Regions from separate parts of the Rattus norvegicus genome. Here region 1 is linked to region 2. The links are chromatin contacts, called in public Hi-C maps. All regions are on one chromosome and are shown on one strand. The core of a region is the stretch at or near the end of the contact, and the rest is flanking DNA. Distances in the headings are between cores, read along the strand shown. Region 1 overlaps Gnaq (G protein subunit alpha q). Region 2 holds the start of Gnaq (G protein subunit alpha q).

Region 1 (6,057 bases), core at 2,538-5,037, 64 kb before region 2:
TTTTTAAATAGAATGGGTACTTATTAAATTTTAAACAATCTTTACAAATCTGGATATTTATACCAATTACTACCCAGCTGGCTCTGCGTTGTGTATTGTGCGATCACCAGAGTGCCAGTTTCTTCTCATCGATGGACAGAATTGGACCAACAGCTCTCGGCCAACAGCACAGGCACAGAGCACAAGTCCCCCTGGACTACAGACTTAGCAGCTACACTCCTGGACTACAGACTTAGCAGCTACACTCCTGGAGCTTGGCTTGCTACTTGCTGCAGTCAGCAGGTACAGTGAACAAGTGACCTCCATGGCAGGTATCTGAAATCACAGAGCCCATTTCTCCTAAAAAACCTCTCAAATCAACACAAATCTGAAGATTATTCTAACACAGGGAACTTAGAAAAGGGCTCTCCTTCAAGGGGTTTTGGTTCTTAGACCAAACCTAAACCTTGTGATCATTTTCAAGCCCAGCTACAAATCACAAAATAAAGCAGAGATGTTTACTACTGTCTAACATCATGAGCTCATTATGTCTTGACAAAAGGTAAAATATACATCATCCTGGTCAAAGATGTGTCAGAATGGGCAAAGACCTTTTTCTAATACTAAAACATATGGTTTTGACCCCAGCCTAGTTGCACACAATTGTAATCCCAGTACTCAGAAAGCTGAGGCAGGGAGACTAAGTGAACTACATAGCAAGTTCTAGGCCCATTATGGTTCTTGTGAAACTGCTACACAGTGAAAGTCTGTCTCCCCCCTAAAAAAAAAAAAGATTCAACTTTGAGCAGCCTCATGTTGAAAGCCACAACTCCTTCTTCTATTCAATAAGCTGAGCTGATAAATTCTAACATCTTTTTTTCTACAAAAATATAAATCTCAAGTATATACAAAGCCACCCATGATTAAAGCTTCATATGAGACAGACTGTCATTTAATCCAGTCTTGAAGGTATTCCCATCATCCCTGTGCCATCAATCCTATACTCAGTCCCCCCACCCCTGCTACATAGAAAACTCATAACCCACCCCTGGAGCTCCATGGATCTTTCATATAAGCCTTTCGATCACCACCTCTTCCACTAAGATACTGTTTCAATCTTACTCATTGTAGTGCAAAAAGAAATCTGTCTGCTGTTCTGACACCAACTTCATTTGCTCAATGTAGGAATAGCTACAATGAAGTGCAGCTAATCTTCATAGCAAATTATCAATGAAGAGGACATTTGTCTCTTTAAAGTCACTACAAATCCAGAGCTCCATACTGGTGACAGGTGTGACAAGAACACTTCAATAATACCAGTATCCAAAGTCTAACAAAAAAGGCTTCATGGCACAAGTCTTCAAATCCAGAACTCAGGGGGCTGAGGCAAGACAGATAGTTCAAGACCTAACTGAGATGATGACTGCCTCAAAATAAAGATTAAAACTAGGGCCAGAAGGTTAGATTGCAGCTCAGTGGTACAGTACTTAACTGACGTGCTGCAGGTCCTGAGGGAGTACTGAAATGTTACTAAGTGTTCAGTTATCCAGTCCCTTTCAGCTGGCAATGAGACACATCCACTCCACAGAGGTGGAGGGTTTTCAGTCTCCCACAGGTAGAACTCAGCAAGGCATTTGTAAAAGAACAAGGTCTACTTGTTTGTCAGCTTTCTGGTTCCTTCCGAATCAATTTTCACAGTGCAACTTCCTTATTTATTTACTTGAAGTCTTGTAATTCCAAGAATATGAGGCATACTCATATTCCAATGTAAGCACAAAAATACTACAAAGCCAAATATAAATTGTTTCATAAGTTATTCCCTGGAAACCAGCCATTAAACAAGGCTGGTTTTCTGTTATATGTTATCATTTCTTCCTTAAAGGAAAAAGGCATTTGACTGACTTACTTGAGGCAGTCTTAGCGTACAGCTCCAGCTAGTCTGAGACTCACCATATAACCGAGAATGAAGCTGGACTGACGGCAATCCTCCTTGCTCAGTTCCCAAGAGCTAGGATTACAAGCATGGACCACCAAGTCTGGACTCAGACAGGAATGTTTTAAAGGAAATTTACTTACCAGCCTTACAAACTCACACTTAAAATAGGCAGAAACTATAAATCTGCTTTATTCAAAGGGCATGTAGCTTTAAAAAAATAAGAAGCATAGCTTGCTTGAAAGGAAGGTAGAAAAGGCTTACTTCCCTACTTTGTAAAATGTTTAATTACCTAGGTTAAAAGAAAGATGCATACTCCAGAATGAAAATAACCTCTTGGGGGAAAAAGTAGTTGCCCTAATTATTCATGGATGATCTAATTAAACTGCCATTCACAATTCACTAAAGCTATTAATAAACTGGAAACTGGGAAATGGATAATATGAACTTATAGGACTATTAAGCATAAAGACAGCCAAGAATTGGTGTCTTAAGAATGTGAACTTACAGGCTTCGTCTAGGGGGTCTTTAAAGACCTCGTCTAAAAGCTAGAGACCTAGCATTTCTTCGTTTGTAAATGAGGAAACTGAGGTCTACCAATGTGAGAGAATTGCCTAAGTTTGTATCCTCTAACTAATTTCGTACCACTCAGGCAATTACCACATATCCTGAACTATGTGCACTGACTTATCAGGCCAAACAGAATATGCCAGCAGGCTTCACTGCTATCAGTAGAGGAAGAGAGCTTCAGAATCATTCTTCAACAGTTCATAGAACAAAGTACTAGGAAAGAAAAAGCCAACTGGTGCAGAGAGAAGACCAAACTCTGAGGTGGTGACATTACTAACTAAAGAATAAGAACCCCACTGCTAGCTGACATTGCCTGGACAGGGGCAACAGAAATGAAGACAACAGAGCACTGTTGTGTCTGATGTGTATAGAAAAGAAGTTCTGAGAATTTCAAGGTGAACAAAATACCCTTATTAGTAATGTACCTGAAGACAAAAGAGGCTTTTTGGCTGAACTAAGACAGTATTGTACCATCAACCAAAACACCAGAGTAACCACTATGTGCATACAAAATGGAGAATAAATAGAACCAACATCTTGTCCAGGTGTCCCTGGAATCTTTTAAGAGTCCATACTTTAAGAAGTTCCACTTCACAAAAACAAAAAACAGGCAATGAAAACCGCACCAGGGAGAGGTCATGAGTACTGAGCACCACAGACACAAGGACAAACAAGCAAGCAAGTCCAAGCTCCACCACTGGACTGCTGGGAGAATCGGACTTTCAGAGTAAAGCAAAAATGAGCACATTAAGCCAGCCTTTTCTGTAGTGAGCAGCTCTTCACTTTGTGACAGTGCAGCTTCACAGCAGACCTGGAAGCAGCCAGGAAGCAGTGCTTGGCTCTAAGGCTCCAAGCAAACCAGCTAACTTCTCTCGGCAGCACCAGTCCCTAAGGATGCCTACCTCAAACCCTGTTTACAAATGAAACAGAACTAAGGCCTTAGCCAAGAGTGATACCACACAGTAAAACTCTTTAGCTATTATGGTCAATCAAGTTTTGCACAATGCAGCCTCATTTGCCCTTTTGGCAATACCCAACCCCTCCCCATAAACAAGCCTAGCCCTTTCAGGTCTATGGCCCTTTTTTCCTCTTCCTATTTCCTATACCCACATATCCTTCTCTATCTAGCACTGCCTCCCTCATTCTTGTCCTTTACGTTGGCCAACTCACATAAAGCAAGTTGGCTGCTCCTTCTGTGTCTATTATACGATTACATTTAGATTATAATTACTTATGCAACAAGAAAGACATTTGTTTACTGGAAGAGAGAGAGAGGCCAGGACCAATCCTGTCAGTGCTTTTCCACCAGGAGGCAGGCAATAGGCACAGATTAGACTGCACTCCCCAGGGCACAGGATTACAAAGTAGGGAGCTACCTGAAAGGAGACAAAATGTGGAAAAAGCCATTGTGACAGTGCCAACAATGTCCTCCTCAGTCTTTTTTAAAGTGTGTAAGCCTCACAAAGCCTAATACTACTGTATGTGTGTATGTGTATATGTATGTATGTATGCATGCACGTATGCACACACATAATGTGTATGCAAGCAAGAAACAAGAGACAAAGTGAGATCCAGGAATAAATGACTCCTCTGATGATCTGCTTCTCCTCCTGTCAAAAGAACAGCTAATAAAAGACCTGTGTATATATCGGGGTTTGGGGGGAACAGGAGTGGTGGAGAGGTGGGGATGAGCTCACATGAGAATTTTAAAAGTACTAATAATTTTTAAATGCACACTGATGAGGTTATACCTCATTAAATGGTCACATTCACACCACTACTCCTCCCATATGCTCTAGGAAGATTTCAGGCCAGCAGCACATAAATGTAGAGAGTGTTTCAGAGCAATGCCTCTCAAACTGGACTATGTATTGGAACCCCTGGGAATATTACTGAAAGGCTCGTTCTGATTACACAGTTCTTGGGTAGAGCCTGGGATTCTGTGTTCCTTACCAGCTAGTCTGTCATGTCAACACTAAGGCTCATGAGAACAGCAAGGTCTTAGCACAAGCACCAGAACTCAGCACTCTGGATTCACAGCCAGTTGTGCTATTCAATAGATGTGACTTTGAGCAGCTTATTAGTCTCTAAATAACTTTGTCCCAACTGTTTATTTCTTCATTTAAAAAAAATTAAAGATAAAATTATAGGCCCTGGAATCTCAAGAGACAGAGTGGCTCAAATAACTCGATCTGAAGCAACCTGTAACACCATCAGAGGCACTGCTCTGAAACTTTCAGTGTGGAATTCATATTAGAAATAGAGTTTACTCCCCTACCAGAATGCACTTCTCTCAGATGACTGCAGCCTCTTGGAAGTGCCCAGAATTTCACCAAAGAATCCCGTACCTCGTAGTTTGTGGGTGTTTTGTTAAGGTTTTTATTTGTTGTTTGTTTGTTGTTGAGGCAGGGTCTAACTTTGTGGACTTGGTTAGGCTCAAACTCTGTGTACACCAGACGAGCCTGAATTCAAAAAACATCTGCCTGCCTCTGCCTGAGATTAAAGGCTGAGATGAAAGACATGCACCACCACCCACAACTCAAAATCTGGATTTTAAATGAATCTCTAGATTAACTGGAGCAGGAAATTGTGTTTGTGTGTATATGTGAGTATGTGCATGTCAGTGCTAAAATAAAAAATGATTGCAGATGTTGAGGGCTAAATAACATTTCTAAGCCCATAGATATAATTAGTGGCAAAGTTAGTTCTCTTGACTAGCAAACTACAGGACCCTAAGAACCAGGTGTGTGTGCCACCAAAGTACAGAGCCATAGCCTTAAAGCTAGAAGCTAGGACAGCTCTGCCAGGGCATGGAGGTTTACTCCCAAGAGCAGGATAAATAAGGAATCAACATAGCTGTGTTCCAGAATGTGAAACAAAGCAAACTTCAGATTCTGAGGCCAGCAAAATGGTGTGATGGCTCATGCCTTCAACCTCAACACTCAGAGGAAGAGGCAATCAAACCTCTTAGAATCCCAGACAAGCTAGGACTACATATAGTGAGACCCTGTCTTTTTTTTTTTTTTTTTCATTCTATGTGGGCATTCTGGTGTTAGACATGGGGCCTATAATTTTCTTTTTCTTTTATTGGATATTTTTTAATTTACATTTCAAATGTTATCCCCTTTCCCAGTTTCCCCTCCAGAAAACACCTACCCCGTTCCCCCTCCCCATACTTCTATGAGGGTGCTCATCCACCCACCTACCCACTCCCTCCAGTCTCCCCACCCTGCCATTCCCCTACACTAGGGCATCGAGCCTTCACAGGACCAAGGGCCTCTCCTCCCATTGATGCCTGACTAGGCCCATCTTCTGCTACATATGCGGCTGGAGCCATGAGTCACTCCATGTGTACTCTTTGGTTGGGGGTTTAGTCCCTGGGTGCTCTGGGGTGTTTGGTTGGTTGATTTTGTTGTTCTTATTACAGAGTTGCAAACCCCATCAGCTCCTTCAGTCTCTTCTCTAACTCCTCCACTGGGGACCCCATTCTCAGTCCAATGTTTGGCTGCAAGCATCATCCGCCTCTGTATTTGTCAGGCTCTGGCACAGCCTCTCCGAAGACAGCTATATCAGGC
Region 2 (5,856 bases), core at 2,547-5,046:
GGTGCAGGCCTATGATCTCAACTGGCCAAGAGGATAAAGTAGGAAGACACAAATCTGAAGTTTCCCTAGACAACTTACCAAACCCTATCTCAGAAAGTAAAAAGAGAGCAGCGGCTCCATGTTGGAGCACTTGCCTAGCAAGTGTGAGATTCTGGGTTCGATTCCTAGTATCAAAAGCTGTTCGATTCTAACACACGCAGCACAAAGCACAATGTGCTGGAGCATGCTCATGGCTCAAAGAAGTACATATGTTTTTTTCCAAGATCATAAAATCAATTATCAGCAAATATTAAGACCACTTTTCCAGATTTGTCCTAGAAGCTGGAATGTAGATGGGAACAAAGGAACAAATCTTACCCTGCATAATAAGGTTGCAGAGCGGGACACAGAAAAAGGCTGAAACGTCTTATCTCATTCCTTTCAAAAACCAAACACATATATTCTTCCATTTAAGACTGACCTAAACTCTTCTGTTTTCAATAGGAAGAATCTATCAATAAAAAGGGATCGCTAATCTGATGACTAAGGTCTACAGAGTAAATATTTCAAACACCTGTAAGAAGAACAACAGGGAGAGAAGTGATGTCTTTAAGAAACTGACTAAAGCTTTCCAGTGAGAATCTATAAACTAAAGCAGACACTCAGAGCCATTTGCTCCTCAGAGACTTAAAGACAAATCAGCAATTAAGTGCTGTGATCTGTGTGCCACCAACAAAAATATCTAATGAATAGTCATGATAGTTCAACTTTAAAGGCAAGATAATATACTTTTACACCTAGTAAGTGTTAAGTATCAAATACCTTCTACTGTATCCTATATAGAATTTAAAGCTTTCCTTGAGGTGTCAAAGGAAACAAATGCTAATGTGAAGGATCTAAAGAGAATAAGACAGAAGTTACTAAGTTAAAATGAAACTCTTTACTGTGATAAAATGTCAGAGATCATTCTTCAAGTAGAACGAGATCAAAATGTGTAAGCTCTGTAGAATAAATGAGGCACATACTAGCGTAAGTACTGGATAATGACTCAAAAGAGCCTTACTGGCACACTTGATTATCTCGTCAGATAACCGGTTTTGTGATACCACCATATTTTAATAAGTAAATAATACATTGCTCCCTTGCAGGACAGTTTCCTTGAGTGTCAACCTTGAGTTAAAACTTATTTGAAAACAATTTTACACAGAACTTCAACATGAAGCATGATCCCTCCATGTACAGAAGCCTTCAAAGGTACTAATAATGTGATGAAATACATTCTGTAATCTCCTCTGGATAGATGTTGGTAAAATGAACGAAAGAACTAGGAAATGAAGACTACTCCCAAGGCAGCAGACCAGGAAGGAGCCCCTCCCCCAAGCACTCCCTTGTTCAACACTCATTTCCCTGCTAATCTCACACTCATACACACAGAGACGTTTACACTTAATGTCTATCATGATTACACAAATAATGTGGGTACTGCGTTTGGAAGAAGCCTATCCACACTGAGAACAGCCGTGATTGTTAATGATGCCCAGGGCTCCCACTTCTGACAGAGAACTGTATGGGTTTTTTAAAAAATGTTGTTCATAAATGCAGGTGCTGAATCAACAGCAAATTTTCTACCACCTCCACCAGTCTGTCTCTGATGGGTGAGGTGGGGCCATGTTTAAAGCCTGCTTCAATCTATAATCAGTGAGGGAGGGCCGCCACACACTTACACTGACCACATTTTTAGCAGTAGGACTGGAGGGATTTCCCCTCAGGAAATCATTCCCATGTTCATTTTTTTTAAAGCATAGCATATTATTAAAATAAACAGCATGTAATTAAGTATCTCTATAAGTGTATCCCCCTCTCAGGCATTTAAACCTAGGCCCTCTGACAAACCTAACTCATGGCTGCCTGGAAACCTCGAGCTGTCAAATTTCAGGCAAATAAGTTTGGTTAACTAGACCTCAAATGCCCTGTTCTTAGCTAAACACAAACATATGAAGATTGTAAACAAAGGAAAATTAAAAGCCAGGTCTAAGAGAAAAATCTCTAAAACACATGTTTTCCCTCTTAATTGTATACTGGAACACCGTATATTTATTCCACTTGCCCTTGCTTTTCCCTTCTCAATTTAAAAAAAAAAAAAGAAAGAAAGAAAGAAAGAAAAAGATAAGGCATTCCATTTTCAGCCATGAGAAGAAACAGAAATGATGAGGGTGGTAGACTTACCCAATTTCCCCACTCCCCTTGCCTTATTCCCCTAAAACCCACCTTTTTATTCAGCTCCTTGCCTTCTGTACTGTATGAACACTTTATATGTGCACATTTACCTAACTGGATTTCAATAAAAAAAAAACCTACGCTGGGGAAGGAAATAGCATTGGTAGCCATTTGTGATTGTGATATTTTGCTCCTGACTATAAGTGATCCAGTACATAAGCAGTTCGGTCCCCAAGGTAATGGGTTCCTGGAGCCAGCAGATGGACTGCTCCAGATAGAAAAGAAAGAGGGGAGGGGGGACTTCTCAAATCCCAACCAACGAAGCAATATCCTCTTCTTACAGAAATGTTTGAGAAGCGTTATTTTTACTCATACAAATAAACACAAGTGCAGACATTTTTCAGGCCTGTTCCTGCAAAGCAGTTCATGCTTCCTACCACAGTAGCAATAGTTATGTCATGCTAGCTTGTACATGAACCCTGATCGCTTGATTCCAAACATCCTCTCAGAGATAATAATCAATATAATTCCTATTTGAAAATAGCATTTTCTTCTTAATTTCGTGTTAAAGCAGAATGTTGGATTGTCATTTAGAAAAAAAAAAAAAAAGAGATCTGAGGGAAATTTTCTCGAACTCTTCCCGTTTTTCTTGGAGCCCAGATGGCAAGATACTAAAATGTCCGTTTTAAACAAAAGGTTTCTGTTTGTTTCCAGGAGAGTAACTGAGAGGCTGTGCTGGTTTCCAGTAGAAACTGCTGTGAATTCAGGCATACATCTGGGTCGCCTCATTAAACAAAAGATAGCCGTCTGCTGTCAACAACCACACAGTACAACACTCCCGGATCCTTCATCTTTATCCAGAAGGAATGGTGCAGAAGAGACGCCTGTCACCATCCACTGCCCATGCAACTCTCTGGGGTCACTCCTGTCAGTGGCCTGGTGGCTACAGTGGAGCACATTTGGGCTAGTCTTCCCGCCCCGCCCCTGCCCAGTACGTTAACCCGGGTTTCTTTGGAGCGCCAGCCAAGGCTTCCTCAGCACCTTTCCTAGCTGAATCCAGACCCTAGTCTGCTCCCCGTTTCCACCCTTCCCTCTCCACCCTACAACGCGCCACAATGGACGCTGGCCTGCCACCGCACTGCACGCCATCGCCCACCCGCGCCGCTCGCGCGGACGCTCAGCCGTCCCGCAGACGCGGCGCACAGAGCACGGCCCTAGCTGACACCGAAGGCGCACACCGCAGCTCCGGAGCCCCGGCCCTCGGCCCCTGTGTGCGCGCGCGCGGGTGCGGGTGCCGACCGGGAACGCGCGCGGGGAGGGCAGCGGCGAGCCGGGGCGGGGGGCACCAGGGCCCAAGGGCCGCACTCACCCAGCAGCAGCAGCTTGAGCTCCCGGCGGGCGTCGCGCTTGTCCCTGCGCAGCTGCCGCTCGATCTCGTCGTTGATCCTCCGGGCTTCCTTGGCCTCCTCGCTCAGGCAGCACGCCATGATGGACTCCAGAGTCATTCTTCCGAAGTGCCTCGCTGCAGCCCCGCCGGCGCCCTGCTCACACGCGCGCACACACGCCCTCCGCCCTCGCTCCCCCGAGGCAGCGGCGGCCGCGGAGTCCCGCCGCCCGGGCGCGCGTCAGGGACGAGCTCAGGGAGCCGCGGTGAGGACGGCGGCCGGGCCCGTAGCCCAGGCGGGCCGGGGACGAGCGGGGCCGGGGGCCTGGGACGCGCGAGGAAAGGCCGCCGCGCCCGGCCGCGCTCACACGCCGCCTTCTTGGAGAGCGCGCGGCCCTCCAGGCGCCGCTGCCGATGCTGCCCTAAGCTGTGCGCCCAGCGGCCCGAGCTCATCCACCGAGGCGGCCCAGCAGCGAGCGACCGCCGACGGCTCCGCGCGCCCGGCGCGCCCGCTCCTCGCCGCCGCCTGACTCGGCTCCGGGCGCCCTCGGCCTGCCCGCGCCCACTCGGCTCGCGCGCAAACCGGGCAGCCGGCCGCCGCGCGCTCCCCGCCTCCGCCCCCGCCTCCGCCGGACGCCCACCCGGCCCGATTGCCAGGCGCGCCGCGGCTGCTCAGTGCTCGCCCTCCCCCTCGCCACACACACACATTTTCTCCTTTCTCTGAACTGGAGCACAGATCCGGGAGGGAGGCGGCGGCGGGAGGAGGGCGGGCGCAGGGGGCGGGCGCAGCGCAAGGGGCGGGGCCGAGGCCCCTCCTGGACAGCTCGCGCTCTCCTCGCCCCGCCCCCGACTGCCGGCCTGGCTCGCCCGCCGCTTCCCTCTGCGCGAGCCCGGGAGCAGCGGTCACGGCCGCTCAAGCGGGGCCGGCCGGCCGGCGAACACAGTCCTTTGGCTGCCGCGGGCCGCCGGGGCGTGGTCGGCGAGAATATGGCGTCCTCGGCCTGCCCTCCGGCCGCTGGCGCGGCGGGAGCCCTGATGGGTGCCCACGCGCTGCACCCCAGGCCTCTCTACAGCCCTGCTGCCCTTTCCTATTTCTAAAACGCCATTCCGGAAAAACTGCCTCAAGTGGCCTCTGACTCCAGATCTGTCTTAGAAAATGGGATACTCTTTACTAGGAAAGAGAAAGGATTGTCACCGGCTCGCTGGGGGTTACCAAGAGATCTGTGGACGGAACTGTCCTCAGTATCTCCAGATAGGAATCTGAATCCTGAAGAGAAAAACCCAAGTTTCCAAGAGCCTCCTGATCTGTTCCAACTTTTCCGGTCACTAAGGTGATTTCTGTTTCCCTACCAGCACACTATGTTAAAAAGTCTGATATTATGAGCTTGACCCTTCTACACCGTGACAGTTAAGGATGATTTCTGGGAGATCTCCAAATAGTACAGAATGAAATGAAAGAGACGGATATGGTGTGTCATAAACTCCACACTCGACAGGCTGAGGCAGGAGAATTGCTTCCTGAGCAGTATGAAACATTGTATCAAAGAAAAGGGGGAGGGGAGAGAATAAAATAGGAAAAAGTGGAGAAACTAGTACCATTGGAGCAAAATTCTACTTGGTTTTTACACTTCTAATTTGAGATGGTTTACTAATAAATAGAAAAAGTCTTGATCACTCAAGGTTATTTGGGGGGAAAAAATGTTCATTCGATTCAATGTGTCTTAAACATCAAGGGGGAGATTCATACTATTCTCCCTGCCTTTGCAGGTAGAAGTGGAGCCCTCCCCATGTTGTGCTTTCCATGAACTGCCCCTATTGATCTAGGCTGCAATGTAAGGTCATAATCATTGCTACAAATTAGGAGTGAAACAAGTCTTAGACTCCAAGGTCTCCCCTCTGCTTTGCCTTATTCTCTACTTCTTTGATGCACCGCGCGCCCGCGCGCGCGCGCACACACACACACACACACATACACACACACCCATCCTCTATGTCAGGACTCAGATGGAGTTGTGGACTTGAAGTCTGTATGTTATACTCTCCTTTTTAATAAGATGTCTTGCCAAGACAGCAAAGAAGATGAACCTCTCACCCCTTTTCTATGAATACCATCAGAGCTGGTAGGACTTGCTGTGAAAATAAATGCTTAAACACTAAAGAGTCAAAGTCAATAGGCAGAAATGTAAAATAGCTTGGGGGAGAATCACAAGTAGTATGCCCTGTGCCCCCATTTTGTGTGGTGGTGGTGATGGTGTTGGTGGTGGTGGTGGTGGTGG

The links. A called contact is a pair of places that touch in the nucleus more often than the background predicts.
Region 1: a Hi-C map of liver shows a contact between it and region 2, with 1.7 times the contacts expected there. The contact joins the enhancer-like site here to the promoter of Gnaq in region 2. A contact is called at or near these places in 4 of 12 Hi-C or Micro-C datasets (Schwann cells, kidney, liver and 1 more).

What each region holds. Positions count from the first base shown.
Region 1 is chr1:222,913,736-222,919,792 of GRCr8, reverse strand. The region is part of intron 1 of Gnaq (G protein subunit alpha q); the gene reads right to left. Among named protein-coding and RNA genes, the nearest start is that of Gnaq, 64 kb to the right of the region's middle. Within about 2 kb of position 3,787, at least 2 of the 93 cell types and tissues checked have an H3K27ac peak or open chromatin away from gene starts, as enhancers often do. A contact at or near this core is called in liver, where this site is marked.
Region 2 is chr1:222,850,393-222,856,248 of GRCr8, reverse strand. It overlaps Gnaq (G protein subunit alpha q), which reads right to left and starts at 3,796. Exons shown (of 7, transcript NM_031036.3): 1 at 3,566-3,796. The coding sequence starts at 3,701.